2 separate regions of the Mus musculus genome follow, and region 2 is linked to region 1. Evidence: chromatin contacts called from public HiChIP or PLAC-seq data. All regions are on one chromosome and are shown on one strand. Each heading gives the region's core, a stretch centred on a gene start, on an enhancer-like site or on the middle of the called end of the contact. The rest is flanking DNA. Distances are from core to core; before and after follow the strand shown.

The links. HiChIP or PLAC-seq counts read pairs in DNA pulled down with a chosen protein or histone mark.
Region 2: a contact with region 1 is called in an H3K4me3 HiChIP or PLAC-seq map of craniofacial prominence, with 4 times the contacts expected there. The contact joins the enhancer-like site here to the promoter of Slc6a6 in region 1. A contact is called at or near these places in 3 of 39 promoter capture datasets (the SN4741 cell line, frontonasal cranial neural crest and maxillary cranial neural crest), 1 of 15 datasets of contacts at CTCF or cohesin (the NIH/3T3 cell line), 18 of 115 datasets of contacts at active chromatin or transcription factors (the 230-238 cell line, the NIH/3T3 cell line, SST interneurons and 14 more) and 2 of 9 other capture datasets (adipose tissue and liver).

The regions. Positions count from the first base shown.
Region 1 is chr6:91,679,861-91,687,400 of GRCm38.p6, forward strand. Slc6a6 (solute carrier family 6 (neurotransmitter transporter, taurine), member 6) reads left to right here and starts at 4,207. Exons shown (of 15, transcript NM_009320.4): 1 at 4,207-4,448. Gm40387 (a long non-coding RNA gene) reads left to right here. Exons shown (of 3, transcript XR_869270.2): 3 at 1-889.
Region 2 is chr6:91,545,905-91,553,444 of GRCm38.p6, forward strand. No RefSeq gene overlaps it. Among named protein-coding and RNA genes, the nearest start is that of Lsm3, 34 kb to the left of the region's middle. Within about 2 kb of position 4,482, at least 19 of the 459 cell types and tissues checked have an H3K27ac peak or open chromatin away from gene starts, as enhancers often do. A contact at or near this core is called in craniofacial prominence, where this site is marked.

The sequences.
Region 1 (7,540 bases), core at 2,957-5,456:
GCCAAGAAGATCCTCGATCCTTTGCAGAGTTGGTGCCAAGTGGACTTCCAAAGCTAGCCAGATGGCCCAGCATGTGCTGTGCCTCCCTCGGCATTGTGGCTACTCTTGGTGACCTGACAGATAGGGCAGGAGATTCTCTGGCAGGGTCGGGAGGTTTTGTTCAAAGCCCTGATCGATTTGATGTCACTACTGAGAGCTGCTGAATAATGTAGTCTCAGTGGCATTTTACAAATCCCATTCACTGCACGCAGTAATAGCCACGGACCAAAAGCCTGGAACCTGGGCATTACCCTGCACACGTTCCCCAGGAGCTCTGCCTGGACATTGATTTCTCATTTCTGAAATGAGAAATTAGTCCCATTGGAATGTCAGCCAATATTGGCTCGTGGAAGGAACTTCTGCCTGCCTTTCCTTGAAGGACCTTCTAAGTGCCAATGGTTTTGGTGCCCTGTGTGCCCAACAGTTCTCTCTGAATCTTCCAGCTCCCATCTCTGGCCTGGGTCTCAGCTAAGCCTCCTTCAGGACCAGCTAGTGACATGGAGACATTTACAAACCAAGGAGTGCTATGATATCTCTCTGGAGGGGTCTCGTTCCACCGTGGGAGCGTACTCTTCAGTGCTAGATATTTGTGGCTGAGCAAGGGGCTCATTCTGACAATTTTCAAGAGAACCCAAAATTTCCTCTTTTAAACTTTTTTTTACATTCATTCATTCATTCGTTCGTTCACTAATGTGCACGTGGGTACCACAATGTATGTAGAGGTCAGAGTTGGCTCTCTCCTTCTATCATACAGGTTCTGCAGCTCAGGTTGGATCTCCTTTGCAGAAATTACCTTTGCCTGCTGAGCCATCCTTGCTGGCCCTCCTTGGTTTGTTTTTGAGACAGGATGTTATTAAACTTCAGCCAACCCTCCTGCCCCAGCCTTTAAATACTCTCTCTGTGTGTCTGTCTCTTTGTCTGTCTATCTTGACTGTCTGCCTGCCTGCCTGCCTGCCTGCCTCTCTGTCTCTGTGTTTGTCTCTCTGTTTCTCTGTCTCTGTCTGTCTGTCTGCTGCCCCCCCCCCCCCTGTGTGTGTGTGTGTGTGTGTGTGTGTGCGCGTGTGCGTTTGTGTGTGTGTATGTAGGTATGTACATTCAGGTGTTCTCAGAGTCCAGAAGAAAGCATCAGATCCCTTGAGGCTGGAATTAAAAGGTGACTGTGAGCTGCTTGCTGTGGGTCCTGGGAACTAAACTCTGGCCTTCTGCATGAGCAATTGGAGCTCTGTTGTTCTATCTCACTGGCCCCCTACTTATTTTATTTTATTTTATTTTTAAATTGTTTGACACAGAGTCTTGTGTAGCCAAGACTGGTCTCATACTCTCTGTCTCCAAGGCTGGACTTGAACTCCACATCCTCTATCTCCTAGATGCTTGGATTACAGGTATGTGCCATTGTGTTTGAGCAAATTATTTGAGACAGGCTCTTACTATGTAGTCCTGGCTACTCCGAAATTCACTGTCACCAGGATGACCTTAAGTTCACAGAGATTCACCTTCCTCTGCCCTCTAGGTTTAAAGGTGAATACTACCATGCCCAGATCAAAATAACAGTAATAAGAATATCATTATTATATAGTATTATTTTATAATTATATTATAACATATAATTATAACAATTATTATATAACACTATTAATAATGATTATTATCTATTTTTGTTTTTTGAAACAAGGTTTCTCTGTGTAGTCCTGGAATTGCTCTCTAGACCAGGCTAGCCTGGAACTCAAGAGATCTACCTGCCTCTACCTCCCAAGTGGATTAAAGGAATGCACTACCACCCAACAGCCTGAAATTATTTTTTTTTAAAGAGACTCAGTGTCTCTATGTTGTCAGGCCACCTCTAGACTCCTAGGCTAGGCAATCTTGCCTAAGCAGCTGAGCAGGTGAGGGTACATGCATTCATATATCAATTTTGATTCCTGGCAATGAACTCAAATCACGATGGATGGAGCCCACCACAGGCCAAGCAGCAGAACATCTGGGGCTGGATTCAGTTCAGGCTGCCCTGCTTGAGACTTCTGACCGCTCTGACAGTCCATGGCCTCTCACATGTTAAGTTCATACTCCATGCCTGACTGATCTGCTGCACCCACAGCCTGGGGCTGGGTTCTTCCAAAGCTCCCCTGGAAACAAACAGATGGTCTAGGTTTAGATTCCAGCCCTGTGACTCACTGGCCAAGCGTCCCCCAGGCCAGCTATTTTCTCTGTGGCTCAGTTTTCCCTTCTGTAAAGTGGGAGAACTAGCAGTGCTGAGCTCCCAGGGATGCTCTGGGGAGGGGCGGGTTGGCCTTGTTTACATGAAGTGAATTCTACCAGCCGGGAAAATGCTGAAGAAAGGAAACTAACTAAATAAATATAGTAGTTGCAGTGACCCAGATGTCACTCAGCTATGACCCCAGCTACCCAAGGGCTCTGCAGTAGGAAGGTGACTTGGAACCCAACAATTTGGGACCAGGCCAGGCAATGTAGTGCCATCCCTATCTCAAAATATAATACATACACACTTACATACACATACATAAATAAATGCAAGTGTAGCTGAGCACTTTCTGTGCACCAGGCCTGTGATGCTTTGTGTACTTGATGGGAGTTCGAGGACCAGATCTCACCGAGTTGACATTACAGAAGGGGAGACTGATGAAGGCCTGAGCCACCTCCTCCCATTCTTCCCAGTCATCCCTTGTGTGATACTGTGTCGATCATTCTTAGGCTCAGGCCTGCCCAGGCTTTCCGAATTGAATCCCTGGGCCTGCCAGGCCTCTGTGGCCTCCCCTGCCCTGACTCTTTGTAGAGTCCTGTGACACCATGCCTGCAGGCTTTTGCAGCCTTACAGCCCTTGCTTCCTCTGTTCCCCACCCCCACCCTTCTGTCTGCCCAAAGGCTCTGGGCTTCCTGAAGTCTGCTCTGGGTTCAAAACAGCCACTTTCCTACTCTCTGACCTACCCCCTGGTCTCAGCCCTTTGTGCTGTGGGTAATGAAATGTGAGTCTGGATTTTTTTTTTTTAAGACGGGTTTTCTCTGTGCAGCCTTAGTGGAACTCACTCTGTAAACCAGATTGGCCTTGAACTCAGAGATCTGCCTGTCTCTGCCTCCCAGCGCTGGGATTAAAGGCTTGAGTCACACCACCACCTTATTTTGCTTCTTGGTGTCTTATGCCAGCCTAGGACAATGGATTCAGGCTGGTCAGGTCTGGGGCTACCATTCCCAGTTTAAGAGACAGGATAGCCATGCTACATAATTGACACTTATGTGCAGAGAGAGTGGAGAAGAAAGAAAAGGAAGTGGGCAAGCAGAGAGGGGGAAGGCCTTACTGAAGGTCACACAGCGCCACCTCAGGCTCAGCCAGGCTGTGGGTGTGTACAATCAGATGGAGGACATGCTCATTCAAATAAGGACAAGAATAATGGCACACTCCCCATCTCCATTTAAAAATAGTCACATTTGCTGACACTCGTTTGGCACTTCCTAGGTGCCTGGTGTCCTGTTCAGACTCTTTACACTGTTAACCTTGGACCCTCCCAGCAGCCAGAAGTGATGAGTTCCACTATTTTTATTTCCGTTTTACAGATGAGGAAACTAAGACACAGAAGGTCTGGGGAACTTGCCTGATGTCACACAGCCACGACGAAGTCGGGGCGCTTCGAAAACACAGCCTCATGTGGGCCAGGGGTGGGGGTGGGGGTGGGGGTGGGGGACTTGGCCTCCATTATCACTTCCACGGCAGCTCAGCCAGGCTTGCAGAGCTGCACACTGGCCCTGAGAGGACTCGGGGCAATGGGGGAGGAGCAGATTCTGGTAGGGATCTAGCTGCTGCGGCAGCCACAGGCCTCGTCCACAGACCTAGGTGGGTGTGTTAGAGAGCGTTGTGGTGTGGTAATATCAGGACAGGAGATGAGCCAGGGGTCTGGGTCTCTAACTCCTCATCGCCTGCATGAGAGGCCTGAGCAGTGCCATTAGCCACCAGCGTTTGGATGGAGCATGAGGATGGGTGCGCGCGCTCGACGAGGCGAGCTCCGGCTCTTTGTGTGTCCGAGCTCGTGCGCGCGTGCGTGCGTGTGTGTGTGTGTGTGTGTGTGTGTGTGTGTGTGTGCGCGCGCGCGCGCGCGCCCCGTGTGTGGGCGTGGCCGACAGACCAGGCCCCTCCCTAGGCCCCGCCCAGGCCCGGCCAAGCTGGTATTTTTCCACCCAGCAGGATGGGTGATGCGGAGAGCTGCCTGTTCAGACAACAGACACGCGAGGTCAGGGAGAAGCCGCTTATAAATTACCGCTTCCTCCGCGCCGCCGCCAGCGTCGTGCTCCGGGACCTGGTTGCTGCCGAGCTCCCGTGCCCAGCCGCCAACGCCGCGATCGCCGCCAGTCCCGCCAGCCTCGCCAGCCCCGGGCCATCCGCTGTGGGCTTAGCCACCCAGGTACCCAGGGCGTGTGGGCCGCGACTGCAGCCCCCTCCCCGGGCCGCGCTCCGCCACCTCACCGGGTCCCTGCGGGTCTGGCCTCCCCGCGCTCTTTCATCCCCTTCACCCCTGAGGGAGGGACTGAGGGTCTCCTGTTCAGCTCTGCTGGAGAGGGAGTTATTGTTTCCCTGGCGAAGGGGCTGGGGCTGCTGGTGCGGCGGCAGGTGTGTGTGTGTGTGTGTGTGTGTGTGTGTGTGTGTGTGTGTCCCACGGGGTGCCTCCTTGTCCCTGGATGTCTCTGTTTCTGAGAGTGGCTGTTTCTCCACCCTAGGCAGCCGTGTACATGTGCGCCCCGGGGTGTGTGATATGACCAGGGCTATGTCCGGGGCTGCCTTACCTGAGTGTAGTGTGGCCGTGTGGCTCTGTCTTCTGATACACACACACACACACACACACACACACACACACACATCTTGCCTATGTGAACCTGTACGTGTGGCTGTGTCTCCGGAACCCTGGCCGTGTGCACGTGTGTGTGCCCGAATGTGCCTGGATCCCTGGATCTGTGGTTGGGGGCAAGTCTAGTGTCTTCTAGCTGTACCCGAGAGGCCATCCCTTGTGCCCAGTGGGCCCAATGGACATCTTTGGTTCTTCGTAGTATTTAGGAGAGGTAAAAGGGCGGTATGGCTCCAGGTGCTGCCTGGGTGTGGCACGCAGGTGTGACAGTCGCTCCCAGGCTTGAGTAGCAGGGCTGAGGCCCGAAACGACAGCCAGGGGCAATGGGTAGCACCAGCTGAACACATCTTCCTCTAGACTGCTCCCCTTCACTTTATGGGTTCCTCTTTTGGGTGGGAGGTTCTGGTCTGCTCCCACTGGGGAAGCCACACAAGGAACCAGTCTCAGGAACAGATCCTACAGTCCCAAAGCCTCAACCTAGGCTGTAGCCTGGCGGCAAGGGAGGCGTGTGCTCAGCAGGGCCACCGACCTGGCTATTTTGGTCACTGCCTGGCCTCTGCCAGATCCCTGCCTTCCCTAGGACCAGCCCCAAAGGCTTGGGAGACAGCCTGGGCCCCCATTTCCTGCCTGGGGAAATAAATCATCTCAAAGACTGGCCAGGCGCTTGACCCGGAGGGTCCTCGGACTGCGGATTGGTAGCACGTGGCTCCAATTGGATGTCAGTAAATTGGCCTCCGATTTGGCACAGCTAGCTTTCAAATAAATGTCATAGAGATCTTTTTTAAATTAAAAGAAAAAAAAAATTTTTTTTTTGTTGCTGGTAGGGAGGGGATCTCACTCAGAGTCTCTAAGCCAGAAGGAGTTTATTTTTATGAGAGAGCTGGTGAGTGCTTAGCAACGGCCTGCCTGCCTCCCTCTCTACCAGGGAGTCATCGGGGAGTGGGGGGTGAGAGGGAGGTGTTTTAGCAAGATGATGGTGGGTGGCTGGAGGGGGACCTAGGCACCAGCTGAGAACCCACAATAGGATGGTATTGGCAGATGGTTGGAGGTTGTCTTAGGCCTTGGTTCAGCCACTCAGTTAACCTTGGGCAGTATTTCTTGTCCTCAGTCTCTTCATCTGTAAAATGGGTGGGGCATACTACCCATTGGATATGTCAACTGGGGATCCAAGAGTCTTCTTGTCCCCAGAAAGACTGTGTTCCTCTTAATGGTGACCTTGGGTAGTTCTCTTAGCTTGGGCTTGGCTGTCCAGGCGACAAGGACGCTAAGGCCAGCCTCGCCTTGTCCTTGAAGGGATTGAGGGAGATGAGGCTGAATAAGCTTGTGGTAAGCTGTAAAGCCGGGCTCGGCTCTAGAGCTGCTGATTAGAGGGTGTCACGAGGTCTCAGGTCACTGTGGTATGTGGCAAGGGCCATGGTGCTGTCCGGAGAGAGCTTTTGTCCTTTGGGGATACCCTGGTACTGCCTGTAGCTCTGTTGTGGTCAGCCTTCCTGACTTTCTAACCCCCTCTGTATCCACATCTGCTTGGTAGAATCTGGAGGCTCAGGGCTGGGGGAACAGCCCATTCTATAGATGGGTCAATGAGAACTGCCTAGGAGCCTGCCTTGCTTGCACTATACAGAATTGGGATTCCAAAAAGCTTTGCCATGGCCAGCTGTACATTTAGGCTTCACGGCACTTGGGCCACTGATTTGTTGGGGACATTAAGATGGGGACATTAAGGTGGAGAAGGTTCTGGAGAAAAGGAGAGACAAAGGTATTCTGGTCCTTAGGGCTGGAGGGTGTATGGGTGGGGGTGGTCCTTAGTACCTTATATTCCTTCTTGCTTCTCTGCACCTTCCAGTGGAGCCCAGCTACCATCCATCCACCTGCAGCAGGTGTTGTGCCACCCCACCCCCACCCAACCCAAAGGCAGGCTGGGCACTGGGGGTGAGGGGGGCTCCCTGCTTCTAACCTCAACTTGTCAAAGGTTTAGTTCTCCGAAAGTTTCCAAAGGTCTCAGTGATAAGGTGCCATGAGTCACTGAGCACATTCCTGGAGACAGGAAAGAGCTGTCAATCACAAGGACTCCCTGGAATGTTGCCCAGCTACTGCCATTGCTGCGATCTGGGTGGGAATAGAGGGTTGGCCTGGGGTTCCAGCTGTGCCGACTGACTTTGGCAGTGGTTGTAGGCAAGAATCAGACTCTTTGAGGAGGCTGCAGCTTGCTTCGTGGTGTTTGTCAAGTTAGCCTAGCCAAAGAAGTTTGAATCTATGTGTTGTGTGGAGTAGCTATGGTTCTGGGGCATCCATGCCCTGGTGGAGAACTAGGGCTCTTTTTTTTTTTTTTTTCTAGACAGGGTTTCTCTGTGTAGCCTTGGCTGTCCTGGAACTTACTCTGTAGACCAGGCTGACCTCGAACTCAGAAATCCACCTGCCTCTGCCTCCCAAGTGCTGGGATTAAAGGTGTGTGCCACCACTGCCTGGCCTAGGGCTCTTTCTTAATGTGTCTCATTTAGGTGGTTAAGAAACTTTGGCTGAGGGGCTGGTGAGATGGCTCAGTGGGTAAGAGCACCCGATTGCTCTTCCGAAGGTCCTGAGTTCAAATCCCAGCAACCACATGGTGGCTCACAACCATCCGTAATGAGATCTGACTCCCTCTTCTGGAGTGTCTG
Region 2 (7,540 bases), core at 3,232-5,731, 130 kb before region 1:
CAAACACCCTTTCTTTCCACATAAAGTTCAGTACAGCTCACAAAGGGCACAGGGTCTTGATCTTGCTTTATGGAAGTCAGAGCTTCTGTCACAGTCTCCCTATATGACCTTGGTCCACTCTGACCCTATCGTGGGTCTCATTTTCTCCATTTGTAAGTCCTCCACCATCTTCCAGGCTAGGCATTTTGTAGTGTGTCTCTACCTGGGATGACCACGCATTGACGCTTGACAAACGTGTCAGATAAGCAGCTGGTGCTATCTCAGGAGACGTCATCTTCACCTCCATTCCTTCTCAGGAAACCCAGCACCAGTGTTCCTGGGCTCACATCCCTCATTGATAAAGTGTCCAGTAACTTCTCAATGAGCCCACGCACTGTAGCTGTGGTGATAATGGGCTATATCTGGCCACTCTGGAAACATGCCCACGTTCCAGCTGTGGCTATGGCTATCACTTATCTGTGGAGCATGAATGACCAGGGGCTGAACAAGCATAGGGAGCTGCTCTGGTGAAAAGTGGGAGTGATTAACTCCTGTCGCATGCCGAGTCGCCGCTCTCAGCAAGTGACAGGGAGAGGGTGTGGTGACAGCTGCCTTGGAGTTCATGCCACACATCAGCACTCTGCAGGAAATAGAATACTGCAGGGCTCTCAGGCTTGTTGACAACTTGGGCTTTCTGATAAAGTTGTCAGGAAAAAGGAAAAAAAAAAAAAACAGAAAGGACAGTCCTGCGAAGCTGGGAGTTTCCGGTCCATGGAAAGGCAGTGAGTACAGGGTGAGAGGGCAGGGAAGAGGCTGTGTATGCCCAGAGAATAGATCATGTTGTTCCTAATCTCTCCAGTGTTGTTGTAACCTTACACTAGTGTTTGCTCCCTACTCAAGGGTCAAGGGTCAAATATCAGAGTTGATCTCTGCTTGAAACATCAATTAGGTCACAGAAAATATGGAAAGACTGGAAGATGATCGAAGCAAGAGGACTAAATCCTCAGGGTAGTGATTCTGAGCTGTGAGTTGCAACCCCTCTGAGGATCAAACAACTCTTTTACCCTTAGGGTCTCAGGTGACCTGAGAACATAGGAAGACATAGATATTTACATTACAATTCATAGCAGGAGCAAAATTACAGTTATGAAGTAGAGGTGAACATAATTTTATGATTGGGTCACCACAACATGAGGAACTATATAAAAAGGTCACAGCATTAGAAAGGTTGAGAACCACTGCCTTAAAGGGGGAGCAGATGTGTGAATGTCAGGAAATACTCAAATCCAAAGATAATCAGAAAGATGGAGAAACTCAGCGCTTCAAGAGTTAGCAACAGGAAAAGGAGCTAAAGCAAAAACAAGACTAGCATTAGAGCACACTGGACCAAAATGTCCTCTTTTATAAGCCTAAAAGGGTGTGATACCTTGTTCCTTGACTTGACTTTAAACATGACCAAATTTCTGGGTCATGTTTCTCTAATCCCAGAACTTGGGAGATAGAGATAGGAGTTCCCTGCATTCAAGGCTAGCCTGGGCTATATAGCAAAACTCTGTCTCAAAGAAAAAAAAATGACCAGAAGTGGGGTGCATGAGCTGAGCTTGTTGTTAACACTGTACCTCAAGTCAGCAGTTAACTTGGTGCTTATGATAGTGGTGGTTTGGGTTTTTGCTTTACTTTGGTTTGCTTTGGTTTTTTTTTTTTTTTTTTTTTTTTTTTTTTTTTTTTTTTTTTTTTTTTTTGACTCACTATGTAGTCCTGTCTGTCCTGGAACTTACTATGTAGACCAGGCTGACCTCAAACTCAGAGGTTTGAGGCGTTTATGCCTCCCAAGTACTGGAATTAAAGGTGGATACCACCACACCCAGTTCAACAATTAGCATTTTATAAGCTAGTTCAAGAAAAAAAGAAATTCTAATGGACCGTGATCCTTCCTACTTAAAATTAAAATATTTTTGTTAATGTCCAAGAGGGAAGATGAATTCTCTTGCAATCTGAAACACATATTTTATGTCATGTCATTTAGAAGTGTGGTATTACATTTAGCTACTTGGATATCAATTCCTGGGCCTTCTTTGAGAGGAAGACAAAAGATAATCACTTATTAAATTTTCTCCTTTATATAACGCAACCAGTATGCATCTTAAGACTCATTAGAGTTGTCCATACTGCCTATGTTCTGTTGTGGGATGGTAAGTAGCTTTTCAGTTTTGGAGAAAGCAATACAAGATAAACGTATGCAAGGAGTCCATGACTCAAAGGACTGAAACTGCTGACAGACAGCTCTGCGTCATCTCTTCCCCTCCATTGTCTGTAGTAGTTTCAGTCAGGTCAGAAAACACAGTAGGTGCTCCCAGCCGGGTTAGTCTTTGACATCAATGTGCAACAAAGAAATTCTCCATTTCTATCCTGACTATGCCACAGGAGAGGTGAGGAGACATGAGGAAACTGGACACCTTCCCAGCCACTCATGTGTCAGGTATCTATGGCCTCATTCTTTTGTTTAAAGATAATCCCTGGAACATTACCCATTGTCTGTTATCAATACAAAATCACATCCACTGCCAAGTGGCATCCTTTGGAGTCACATCACTACACTTACAGGCAACCATCTCTTCAGGATGGGAGAAATGGTCTGGGGGCACAAGACAGAGGGTCCTCTTTGCAGCACCTCAGGGGCAATAGTGGGGGCCTGAATGTTATTCTAAGTGTACTCTGTAGAAATGGGCCATGATCAGGTCCTAATTTTTAAAAAGATACCTCTAATCAGCAACATGGCTGAGAGAATAGAGGGACTGAGAGACTGAGGGAGGCCAGCTGGTCACTCTTACATACTTCCTGTACTCCAACTCTATGGGCCAGAGGCACTGGAGATAGAGTCTGCTGCTCTCCTGGAACTGATGGTGGTGAATAATACACACCAAACCACAGAAGATCTTTTCCAACAGTGGTCAGTGCTGCGCAGAGAATAAAACTGGGTGGGTACCATGGCAACTCCTGACCAGAGAGAGAGGGCATGGTCATGTGGTCTCAGATGCCACAGGGATGGATGGTCTTTCTGAGGACATGGCATTTGTGCTGACCCCGAAGAGGAGGAATGTGTGAATGGTGTGAACGGAGAAGTAGGGATAAGGAGCCTGCTGCACTGAAGGAAGCAGCCTGAGCTCACGGCTGGGGGAAGGAATGACCTGGGCATGCCCTAAACAAGGGTAGAGGGGCAAGCAAGGTCAGGCCTGCAGGTCATCCTGTCCATACTCAGGACCTTCATTTCACACTGAGGGAGTGAGAAACCACATGGGGTTTGAGCGTAGAGGCCAGTGAAGAAGCCAGAAGCCAACCTATCCAGCCCCACAAGTTTCTGTAAATAGATACGTTCAGTCATTTACATGTTGTCTATGGCTGCTTCCACACCACACGAGCACTGCCGAGCACTTATTCAGAAACCCACCTTCTCTGTGGAGCCTCAACTATACTCTTTCTTCCTGATCCTTTATATGAAGGTCTTTTGGTTCCTCGTCTAAATGATGTCTTCTGAAGTTGAATGTGCCTGCTGTTTAGGGTCATGTCATGTCACAGCATCATGGAGTGTGACCAGGTCACTGCGGGACAAGACATTGGGATGAGCTTTTCAGAGCATCAATGTCTGCTGGGGACGTTCTCTCCGCATCAGAGGGAAGGGCAGGCCTGTCAGACTCATCTCTCTGGGTATGCACTCACAGCTTCTAATGCCAGAGGCTGCCCATCTGGGTAGCCTCTGCTTCACTCCATCAGCCTAGTGAGAAGGGTTTAACTGCTGTTCACAGAACCCCCGCCCAAACCATCACTGCCTGCCCTTTGTCTGCGGCACCTCATCACCAATTTGGGGCTTGGGAGAAGACATGGGCCAAGCAGCTGTTTCCCATTACCTGTCTGTCCCACATGCCCACACCACTCCCAGCAGGGAGCGGGAGGCTCCAAGAAAATCGGATCCTCTTTCCAAATCCCAGGGCAGACTGGTTTTGTTTTGCCTCTTAAGAAAAACATTAAATAAGTAAAATAGTTGAACGCTGTGTTAGAAAACTAACCCCAAACATCTGGGGGTTTTGTGCTATGGAAGCTTATTTTCATTCCATTGGTTCTAACTGATAAATACAGAATAATTGAATTAGTCTATTTTTGTAGGCAGGAAACCACTGGTGTTATGTAAAGAAATGGAGAGGGCAAAGGGTACAGAGAGTTGGAGTGAACAACTATTTGAGCAGCTAGACAGAGTGAGGAGGGCAGCACGTACTTCAAATTTACTTTCATAAGCATTAATGTAGTGATGACCACTGTGTGCAGTTAAACACGGGCCCTTCCTTCCAGGAGCTTGTGATCTGCTAATAGCAAACACAACCGTGACACAGGACAAGACAATAAAAGCAAGGGCTGCAGTGGTCCTTCATGCTCACACCATATCCTCTAACATGGAAACCGTCTTCCCAATTTTAAACTGGGACATGAAGAGAAAACACAGAGCTGAGGTTTAGAGCCGTATGCATCTGTCTTCATGTGGCAGAACTGTTGATCCAGTCTCTGCAAGCCCCAGGGAGGTAGGTTTCAGCCCCAGAACAAACCTGATCGCCCCTTGCTCTCTGGTTTTGTCTTACCATGAGAGCTCTCAGTTTTACAACAAAATGCCACCATATCCTGACACCAGAGGTATAACTGTTGGGTTTTGGGTTTTCAACCTCCAGAACTGTGAGCTTATAAAATATCCAGCATAAGGCATATTGTCACAGATAGAGAAAATGCACACACACACACACACACACACACACACACACACACACTTCTGTCTCCTGAGTTTCCCTCCTGCAACTCTTCTCAACAATACAAAGGAGTTGGGGACTGGAGAGATGGCTTAGTGGTTAAGAACACTTTGTGTTCTTGCAGAGGACCCAGGTGTGGTGGTTTGAATATGCTTGGCTCATGGGAAGTGGCACTATTAGGAGGTGTGACCTTGTTGGAGGAAGTGTATCACTATGGACATGGGGTTTAAGACCCTTGTCCTAGCTACCTGGAAGTCAGTCTTCTCCTAGTGGCCTTCAGATGAAGATATAGAACTCTCAGCTCCTCCTGCACCATGCCTGCCTGGATACTGCCATGTTTCCACCTTGAAAATTGACTGAACCTCTGAACCTGTAAGCCAGCCCCTATTAAATGTTGTACTTACAGAGTTGCCTTGGTCATGGTGTCTGTTCACAGGAGTAAAACCCAAAGACACTGATTAAGTTTTAATTCCCAACACCTGCTCACAGCTATCTGTAACTCCAGCCTCAGGGAATTGATTGCCCTCTTCTGGCCTTCCTGGTCACCAGGTATGCAGATGATGTACATACATACATACATACATGTAAACAAAACACTTTTACACATTAAAAAAAGGAAAGAAAGAAAGTCAGTAATGATGAACCAAGTCTGCAATCTTCATATCTGAGAGGATGAGGAAGATTGCTGTGGATTCAAGAAAGGCCAGCCTGAGTTACATTGTATTCCAGCACCTGGGAACTGCAGAGTGAGACCCTGACTAGTGGGAATTAAAAGAGGTATGTGGAGGGAGGGATGGAGACGGAAAGGCAAAAGAAGAGATGAGAAATCAGACCAAAACCAAAGGGACTGAGATCTTTGGGGTTCTCTGCAGGGGAGTCCATAAGATCCAGTGTGATGGAAGGAGGGGGATCCAGACCTCTACAGGTGTGGTCAGTCACTCGCTGTGTGACCTTTACCCTCCCTGTGTCCCATAGCATCTTCTTCACTGGCTGCAGGGAGATCGCCGTGAATACCGTAAGCTGCTGGTCCAAGCTGCTGGTTCAGGATATGTTGCTCAATATGTAGGATGGGACTTGAGTAAGGAGGGCTGTGAGATAGCTAGGGCTGATGCCAGAAGCAGGAATCAGTGGTGGGTAAGATGTTGTGGGTGGCCAGTGATTCAACCAGGATGACAGCCATGAGGCAGGCCAGGGCTGGCTGTGCATAGATGCTGAGGTTCTGAACCATGCTGCTGGGATGGAGCCCACTTGGACAAGGTGCTGTTTGGAGAGGCCTAGCCAGCACTGCTACCTTCTCCAGCTTCTTCTGCTCCAGCCAGCTCCCCAGCTCCCTGGCTCCCCTGCTCCTCAGAAGCAGTGTTTCCAGAACAAACTGCCTTCTGTCCTTACAGAAAGGGTGCCAGAAGAGAATAGTAAAAGACCAACCCTTGGCTTTCCAGAGATCTCTATTAGACAGAGCTGAGAGGGAGGAATTGCTTCCTTAGGGCCCAGATGGAAGAATGGTAGGGCCATGTGGAGACAAGCTTGAGCCCCAGCGGCTGGGCACTGGTGTTTGAATCTTAGCTCTTTGGATCAGCAGTGTGACTTGGGCTGGCTCTTGTTCTTCTCATCTGCAGAACACGATGGTGGCTGGCCACATCGATTGTGTCTATACCAGAAGTTTATTGAAAAGACTAGACAAGTCCAGTCTGGCCACATACTGCAATCTCAGCATTTAGGGGCTGGAGGCAGGAGGATCAGGGTTCAAAACGATGAAGATTCAGTATTGTGTCTAGCTACTGAGTGAATTCGAAGCCAGTGTGGGTTACGTGAGATCTTGCCTCAAAACAATAACAGACCCCGTTCCCTGTAGTTTGCTATGCCGTCCTTTGTACCAGAAAGAGGATGAACAGGCACGGATGTTGGAGCCAAGGCAAACAAGGAAGGGCACTACACTACAGGAAGCACCAGTGCCTGGCCTTCAGAGTCTTCCCTCTTCAGCTAGGGATTCGGGACACTTAAGCTTACAATTCTATAAAGTCCTGAGAGAAAAATATGAACACCCTTTTAGGGAAGTGCACCTATATCATGAACTCTGTAGGGTGTTTTTGCTTTTTATGTTTTAATTCCTTTATGTGTGTGTGAATGGGAGATTTTCATGAGTGCAGTGCCAGGGAGGCCAGAAGAGGATATCAGATGTCCTGGGACTGCAGTGTCAGCTTTCTGACCTTGGGTCCTCTGCAAGTACAATACACACTCCTAACGGCTAAGTTGTCTCTTTAGTCACAACACGAGGGAGGTCTTACTGTGTAGCCCCGACTGGCCTGGACCTTACTGGTTTCTTATAGAGATCTGCCTACCTCTGCTTCCCAAAAGCTGGGATCAAAGGTTCCCATCACCACACCCAGCTGAGAAAAGCTGTTTTGTAAAGCACTGCCAGATGACTTTGAGAGGCTGGAGAGATGGCCCAGTGGCTGAGAGGAGCTTGCCGCTCTACCATGAGGAGTAGCGTTTGAATCCTAGCACCCATGCTGCGTGGTTCACGGATATCTGTAACTTCAGTCCCAAAGGATCGAACAACTGGTTTCTGAGGATGTATATGAGCATGCACACACACAAATAAAGGTAGCTTTTTTTTTTTTTAACAAGATGACTTTGAAAGTCCAGCGTCAACATACACCAACAGCTAGCCTTGCCTGGTCCCAGTCTAAATATACTTTGAGAAAACTGGAGGACAGTTCTTTCTGCCTCAGGTCACGTTATATCAGTTGTGGCTAACTGCCCAGAAAGTG